Regions from separate parts of the Bombyx mori genome. Here region 1 is linked to region 2. A link is a contact called in public Hi-C data. All regions are on one chromosome and are shown on one strand. Each heading gives the region's core, a stretch centred on a gene start, on an enhancer-like site or on the middle of the called end of the contact. The rest is flanking DNA. Distances are from core to core; before and after follow the strand shown. Region 1 holds the start of LOC693075 (translation initiation factor 5A). Region 2 overlaps Apkc (atypical protein kinase C).

What was found. A called contact is a pair of places that touch in the nucleus more often than the background predicts.
Region 1: a Hi-C map of middle silk gland shows a contact between it and region 2, with 2.7 times the contacts expected there. The contact joins the promoter of LOC693075 here to the enhancer-like site in region 2. A contact is called at or near these places in 2 of 7 Hi-C or Micro-C datasets (middle silk gland and midgut).

The regions. Positions count from the first base shown.
Region 1 is chr3:2,890,579-2,894,218 of ASM3026992v2, forward strand. It overlaps LOC693075 (translation initiation factor 5A), which reads right to left and starts at 2,264. Exons shown (of 4, transcript NM_001044073.1): 1 at 2,192-2,264; 2 at 199-443. The coding sequence starts at 407.
Region 2 is chr3:2,843,076-2,846,901 of ASM3026992v2, forward strand. The region is part of intron 3 of Apkc (atypical protein kinase C); the gene reads right to left. Among protein-coding and RNA genes, the nearest start is that of Apkc, 7.4 kb to the right of the region's middle. Within about 2 kb of position 1,921, at least 4 of the 8 cell types and tissues checked have open chromatin away from gene starts, as enhancers often do.

The sequences.
Region 1 (3,640 bases), core at 1,014-3,513, 48 kb after region 2:
GCAGACAGACAAATTTGTAAATTATTTCCAGGCTACATTTTTTTCAAATATTATTTCTCCTGATCACACAGTGAATGCTATGGAAGTAGTTTCGTGAACATGTATTGGGTATGAATTTAGCTTTTGGTACCTGTCACAAGCCTTGGTTTTGTATTACAAATTCAAATGCTGCATTACTAAAATTACTGAATTACTTACTTTTTACCATTGAAGATATCAATCCCAACCAAGTGAACTTTAGCGTGGCCGTGCTTTCCGGTTTTGGATGTGGACATTTCAACAATCTTGCATGGACGACCCTTCAGCATAACGAAACCATTTTTACGCAGGGCCGAACATTGCATGGGGAAGGTGGCTGAGGCCCCGGAGTCTCCGGTCTCAAAGTGTGTGTCTTCGATGTCACCCATTGTTGTGTTTTGAATTTAACAACGGTCAGGAATGATCTGTTGAAATGACAATGCAATAATATTTTTAATAACAAATATTTGTAAGAATATTATAATTATAGGAACTTCTAAATAAGTTTGTTATTTTAATTGATTTATTTAGAACTTTTTATAACCAATATATGATCTGTTTTAACATGCATTTATTAAATGAAAAACTGCAGTCTTTAATCATTATTATATAAACATTTCTTAGTTTAAATAATAGGATAACTGAAGTGGAAAATGAAAAGTAAAATACACAAGCAATGGCTGCCTGTCTTCAATGTTGCAATAATTGCAGTCTGATAGATGAAAGGGACATTCTCATTTGACATAAAAAAAAGCATCAAAAAATCAGTTGAACTGTGATTCATAATCAGACTAGTAGTGTTTAATATTACAGTTAGTTAGGCTATTGACTTTTATGTCATTGAACTTAGGTTCTCTTTGTTTACGTGTGAAAGCACATGGTACATTTTCAATAATGTTGAAAGTAAAATGATTAAATTTTTTACGATTTTAATTATTTTTTCTATTTCTAATAAACATGATTCGAATGAATGGAATGTGGTGAGACCACTGATTAAACAATCTTTTTATCTTTATTTTTAAGCTTTCATAATCATTTAATTAAGATTGCTTCAAAACAGTTGAAAATGATAAATATTAGTTGATTTTACTTATTATGTAAAACACCTGAAAAACAAAACAATATAGACTGTCCATTGACATTAACAAGACTAGAATAGCATCTACATCACTGGCATTATATACAAACAGCTGTTTCAATTACACCTCAATGTTCATTACTACAATCTATAGAAATAAAGCTTTGATACTGATGAATAAAATGCAATAATGGTATTTTTAGTTGTAGGCTCATAAACATCACCATTTTAGAAAAATATTATCAATAGATGACAGGTGAAATAAGTTCAAATCTGCTAAGAAAGCAGACATGTGAACAGGAAAGGAAACCTCAGACTCAGATAAGATTATCATGGAAGTCAATTAAATCTATTAATATTACATTAGGCTCTAGAAGACATTAATCTAGACACATCCTAGACTCGAAAACACCGAAGCATATGTAATCATATGTTTGAAAAGCAATTATCAATAAGGACCTTCCACAATATTCGTGTATGTAAAAGAAGCAATTAGATAAATATATCCAATCCAACAACAAGAAGTGAGTCATTAAACTTACTCACAGTCACTCCGAGGATCAACGCGAAATGTCTAGTGCATACAACACAAGTAATAATACAGACTGCAATAGGTCCCCGCTGCGCTTGTGCACTTTTTTCAAAATCGTACGTTGCCTAACCCCACCTATCGAACCCAGAAGAAAACATGATAACCCAAAGATATCCAAAGAAATACGAACAACGATCAGATAATACAAATAGCAAGATTTATTGAGTGAAATTAAGCTGGGAATATCCTTATTGGACTCTATAAAGCCGTGTAGTGTGGTCTCCTCACATGTGGCTTCGGAAAAGGGGCACATTGGGTATCCGTTTCTTGTTAGCACACATTTCGAAAAACATAGATATTTTCATCTACACATATAAAAAGGACAATGAAGTGCCACAAATTATTTATACTTCATCAACATTTCAAAACAGATACAATGAAAAGTTACAATATGACAAACGTGCCGGCGCCGCGACACATACGTTTTTTATTATTTACACAAATTTCACACGGTGGCAACGCAGCACTTTCACATATTTAAGTTCACCATTAAAAATACTTACAAAATCAAAAAGATAACTATTTATTAAAGCTTCACAATAAAACTAAGATATTTATCGACACTCACATGTGACCGACGGGTTCTTCAACCGAAAGGTCAATTTGCGCCTGCGTAGCACCTACAACAGTCACTTCCTGTCGCGGGGTTCACAAAATGGCGGATATGTTGCTGACAGATGGCGGCAATTTTAAAATGTAAAGAAAATATATTTTTTATTATTCAATTTATGAACAAAATTACTGTTAAAGGAAAACATTTCAATTAAGAGTTTCGAATCTGAATGCTTTTGCAAAACTTAATTGTTTTGCAATCAAATTCAATACCTATGTTCCTCTCTGTGGAGCTGTTTTAGCATAAGTGTCAAATGTCGTTTTAATATTAATTCACAGATGGCGCCGCGTTATCTAGTAATTTGCACACAGATAAAAAATATAATTAAAAGACGAAACTAAAATAAATTTTAAGCTTTTACTAAGTCTATTACAGAAAAAATCTACAAATAGTTCAAAATATAATTGCAAAATAATAAATTACAAAAAAATTAAGTAGTGTGTAAAATCTTCGCATTAATGTTTAGGTTTTTTCTTGCTAGATGGCACTATACGCTACATATATAAATACTTGGTCCAAATTTTGTTTTCTACTTTTTAACCAACTGCTTAAAGAGGATATTGTTTTTTCTCTACCTATTCCAACTACTCTCTGGCAGGTAGGTGAAATCTCGGGGCTCAACCTCAGAGAGCTTGCTGACACTGGCCCTAGCAAGATTAGTTCGCAGAATCTACCACCGGATCAGAATCCCGACTCACTAAGAAGATCCGGATGGATAATGTTTTTGGAGCGTATGCTATGAATAGCAATATTAATTCAATATTTCCACGAAAAAAGAGAAAGGATAAAATAATATTTCTCTACAGTTCAGCTCAACAGCAGTTATTTCACGAATTTCAAAATGATATGGGATGTTATATTTTATTAATAGTTAATAATCTCAATTGTGGGAGTGAAAATATTGAAGTATGTTATTACAATATTGTAATTACTTTAAAGTGCCCGGGAAAAAAATTAAGTATAATTTTTTTTTTTTTTAAAGCTAAGTTTTGTTCTGTGACTTATGTATCTTTTATCTCGAAAAAACACCTAATTGCGACGGGAAATAGTTTTATTATCTTTAGGATAAAATTATTGACACTTTCCCTAGATAACGCGCGAAGCTGTGAGTCACAGCTAGTAAATAACATTTGGGGTGGTATCTACCAGTGTGGCATCAGGACCCTACCACCGAGAAAGATCATAAGAACATACTCGTGAAGCGACACGGCGGAGCACACACTTTTTTTTATTGCTTAGATCGGTGGACGAGCTCACAGCCCACCTGGTGTTAAGTGGTTACTGGAGCCCATAGACATCCACAACGTAAATGCGCCACCCACCTTGAGATAGAAGTTCT
Region 2 (3,826 bases), core at 671-3,170:
ATTTGGTATAAACAAAAAAACGTGAGAATATACAGGAAATCGATGAACGGAAGCTATGCATGTAACTAATCAAATTAAAAGCCAATTTAACGTGTGCATTGTAATTGACGTAACGATCAATGAACAAACGTTTTTTATAAATTTATGAATACTAGCGACTTAAATGCCGTATATTGACGGCAATATCAATTAACGCGCAAGCGGGCGGGAGGTATTAAATAAATGGCCTTTACAAACAAACGGAGTACCATTCGGGCGGAGCCACCTATTCAATTAACAGAATAGGATTCTGTATAGTCGTTTGTTCATAAAGTTAATTAAAATATCCCTAATTGCGCGGAGACAGCGAAGATTCGAAGGGTACAAGTGTACCACGGTGGGCGCCAACATCGTCCCGCAGTGTTTGTACTTTATTAGTCTAAGTTACCCGGTCTTTGTTTGCATACAAGTTTGGGATGTTTCCGTTTTATTTGCACACGGTTCCGAGTGTACGCTGAGTTGAGGTTTGTGCACATTCGTTTGTTTAGAACGAGCTAAATCGACGGTTAGGTTGAGAATTTGATTACGAGATGTTTCGTATATATTTTGTATTTATTTCGTACGATTTTTTTTTCTACTTCTCATACTTCTAATCTGTTTTCATATTTATCTAAATTTGAATAGCAGGTGGTGAAAATTTAGACAATAATTAAAATCACTGTAATCGTTCAAACCGGTGGTGCATTGTTCTTTATGTCTGTCTAGCACGAGGGATTCGTCAATTTTTTGCTGATTGCATGTTTGGGATGGAAGTGAAATACATGCGCTATTTCTTTCGGTGCACTTTGACGACAGCAAACGACTTTACTGGTAGGACCTCTTTTGAGTCCGTGCGGGTAGGTACCACCACCCCACCTATTTCTGCCGTGATGCAGTAATGCGTTTCAGTTTGAAGGGTAGGGGCAGCCGCTGTAACTATACTTGAGACCTTAGAACTTATATCTCAAGGTGGGTGGCGCATTTACGTTGTAGATGTCTATGGGCTCCACTAACCGCTTAACACCAGGTGGACTATGGGCTCGTCCACACATCTAAGCAATAAATTAAAAAATAAAAAAGCACACAAGACTTGCCTCAACAAATATGCGGGTCGAATACTTAAATTTCACGCAAAACAAAAACCTATGCTTAAAGCAATTTTTATACACTAAAATTGTTATGAGACAAGAAAGAAAAAAATTACAATATATACAAAGCCTTACTTACAAACAAATCTTGAGTAGATCTCATTCTGCTATATTTGCAGACGACTTTCAACAAACCAAGATGTTAGTTTATTTCCGCCAATTTGCTTCCAATTTGTAAAAATGCAATATAATACATAATGATTTTTCTCCATTTAACATACAATAATGAACGAGCGAAGTTACAGTTTCAAACACCTACTGGCTACATAGCAATTTTTATTAACTTTTTTTTGCTGTAGTCTCTTGCTGTAGATCCTTGTGTTGAAGTGGCTATCATCGGCTATTGTGCTGTTTCGTCACTAATATAAACAGAATAATGGAGGTGATGTGTAAGAAATCATAAATCACAAGAAATTTTGCTTTCATTCATATTTTCAAACTTGTTTCAAATCAGAAAAATTTAAATGTTTGATTGGATAAACCGTATTCTTAAAATTGCTTATTTCTATGCCATTCTTTGTGGTAGGATAGACCGGAACACAAAGGAATAAAAATGAAACTTGCAATTACCGGGTACACATTTAAAAACTTCCGCCTAATGAATTAGCCACGCGTCCAACAAAACATCACATATCATTGAATGGACGTAGCTAATTATTTCGTAAATAAAATCTGTCCAAAGACACAATTGAAACTCCACTAAAGCAACATCGAAGAACCGAACAATAGCGGATAAAGAAACAAAGCCAACACAGAAACATTACCCAGAGAGTATCCCGAACGGACGTGACTGGCCGCCTACTGATCACGGACAACAGATATAGAGAGAAAAAAAAAATCAGAAATATCCGTCGTCGAAACGCCAATCTGAATATGGAAATGGCCGCAACCGGATTCGCAATGCGGGCAGATAAGGATTTTATGGCAAAAGTACGCCCGGCCGGGTAAACATACAGAATGTGCAGAATGGAACCGATAAGTGAACAATATATGAGGTGTACCCGGTACTATTGGCCAAAGAATAATATTGTGCAGATGCGCGGAATCAAGCCCAAGCTATAAGGAAAACATGTTTCAACGCGGTTTAACGAATTGCTTTTGAGGAAACTTTGGTAAACCGTATTCTACACATTTAATCTTTCGTTTCTTTTACAGTTTTCTCCCGAGTCACGTGACCCTTTTCACTAACGGTATTATGACGTCACCGTTCTTGAACTTCGTGCTCGTGGCGAAAACACATAATAGCCGATTCAATTCATTACGACAAAGGTTCCTCTAATTTCACCACAAAGACACTTAAGAATAAATTATGTATTTGACACGAAAATATTCATTTATGCAAATGCCGCCGCACGAAGAGCAAATTTCAAATTTACCGAGAGACGAATGGAAGAAATTTCCCTTTTCACAATTTGTTATGATAATGATTTCTGAAAATATTATTTCGGCAAACATGAAATCGACCGTTGTTTGTTTATTATTGGTCTGGCCAGCCAAGTTCACGGTGCTCTTAATGTTTAAAGTCTACCAGAATCTACACATTAGATACAGTGAATTCCGCCTCTCTCCTTAAGCCACGAGATCAGTCACATCGTTGAAATCACCCCAGTCCACTGAGTTTCTCCTCCACTGTATATTATCAGTGGGTCGCGATTCCAATCCGGTGGTAGATTCTGGGAAGCAATGCTCTTGGCTAAGGCTAGTGTTAGCAAATTCTCTTAGGTTGAGCCCGTGAGCTCACCTATCCATCCGCAATAAGCAGGAATAGCTCTTTAGGCTACTAGTGAACAGGTAGAAAATAAAAATAGCACTGCATAACCACGTCATTACGGATCCTCCCAATCCATTATCGGTACTTTTAGGTACCTCAAACACCGGTCACCGTCCTCACCGAACCGGTCGCTTGCGACGAAGGGTTCGACGAAGTAAATTGACCCATACACAGCCCACTGAGTTTCTCGCCGGATCTTCTCAGTGGGTCGCGTTTCCGATCCGGTGGTAGATTCAGCGAAGCACTGTTCTTGCTAGAGTCAGCGTTAGCAACACTTTCGGTTTGAGCGCCGTTAGCTCACCTACTAGCTCGGTGAATCTAGAATAACCCCTCGAGGTTATTAGAATAGGTAGACAAAAAAAACTGCTTAACGACACTATTTTAGAACAACGGCAATTTTATTTTAGATATTTGAGGGTTGTTCATTTGTAATTTTAATTTTACAACTACCTTCTGACTATATCTGCAAGCAACCATTTGTTAACAGAGCTTATTCTATTATAATAATCCAATCAGATTTATCGCATTGCTTTTCAATTGTTACTTAGTTTCGATTGGGTAGTGAGCTCGTTACATGCAAAACATCCGCTTTATTCATAAATACATTATTATTGTCAGTGCCAGTTTTAGATCTCTTTACAAATTTGACGCTAGAAGATCCTTCATTATGTATTATATAGAAGAGTCGTAAGCATCTCAATGGTAAGCAGCGGCTTGGCTCTGTCCCTGGCATTGCTGACGTCCATGAGCGACGGCGACCACCTACCATCAGGTGGGCCGTATGCTCGTCTGCCTACAAAGGCAATAAAAAAAATCTCAAATGGCTACTATACTTCCTACACCCACAGTATTAGTCCATTCACTGTTTTCGCTTAACTACGTACTTTCT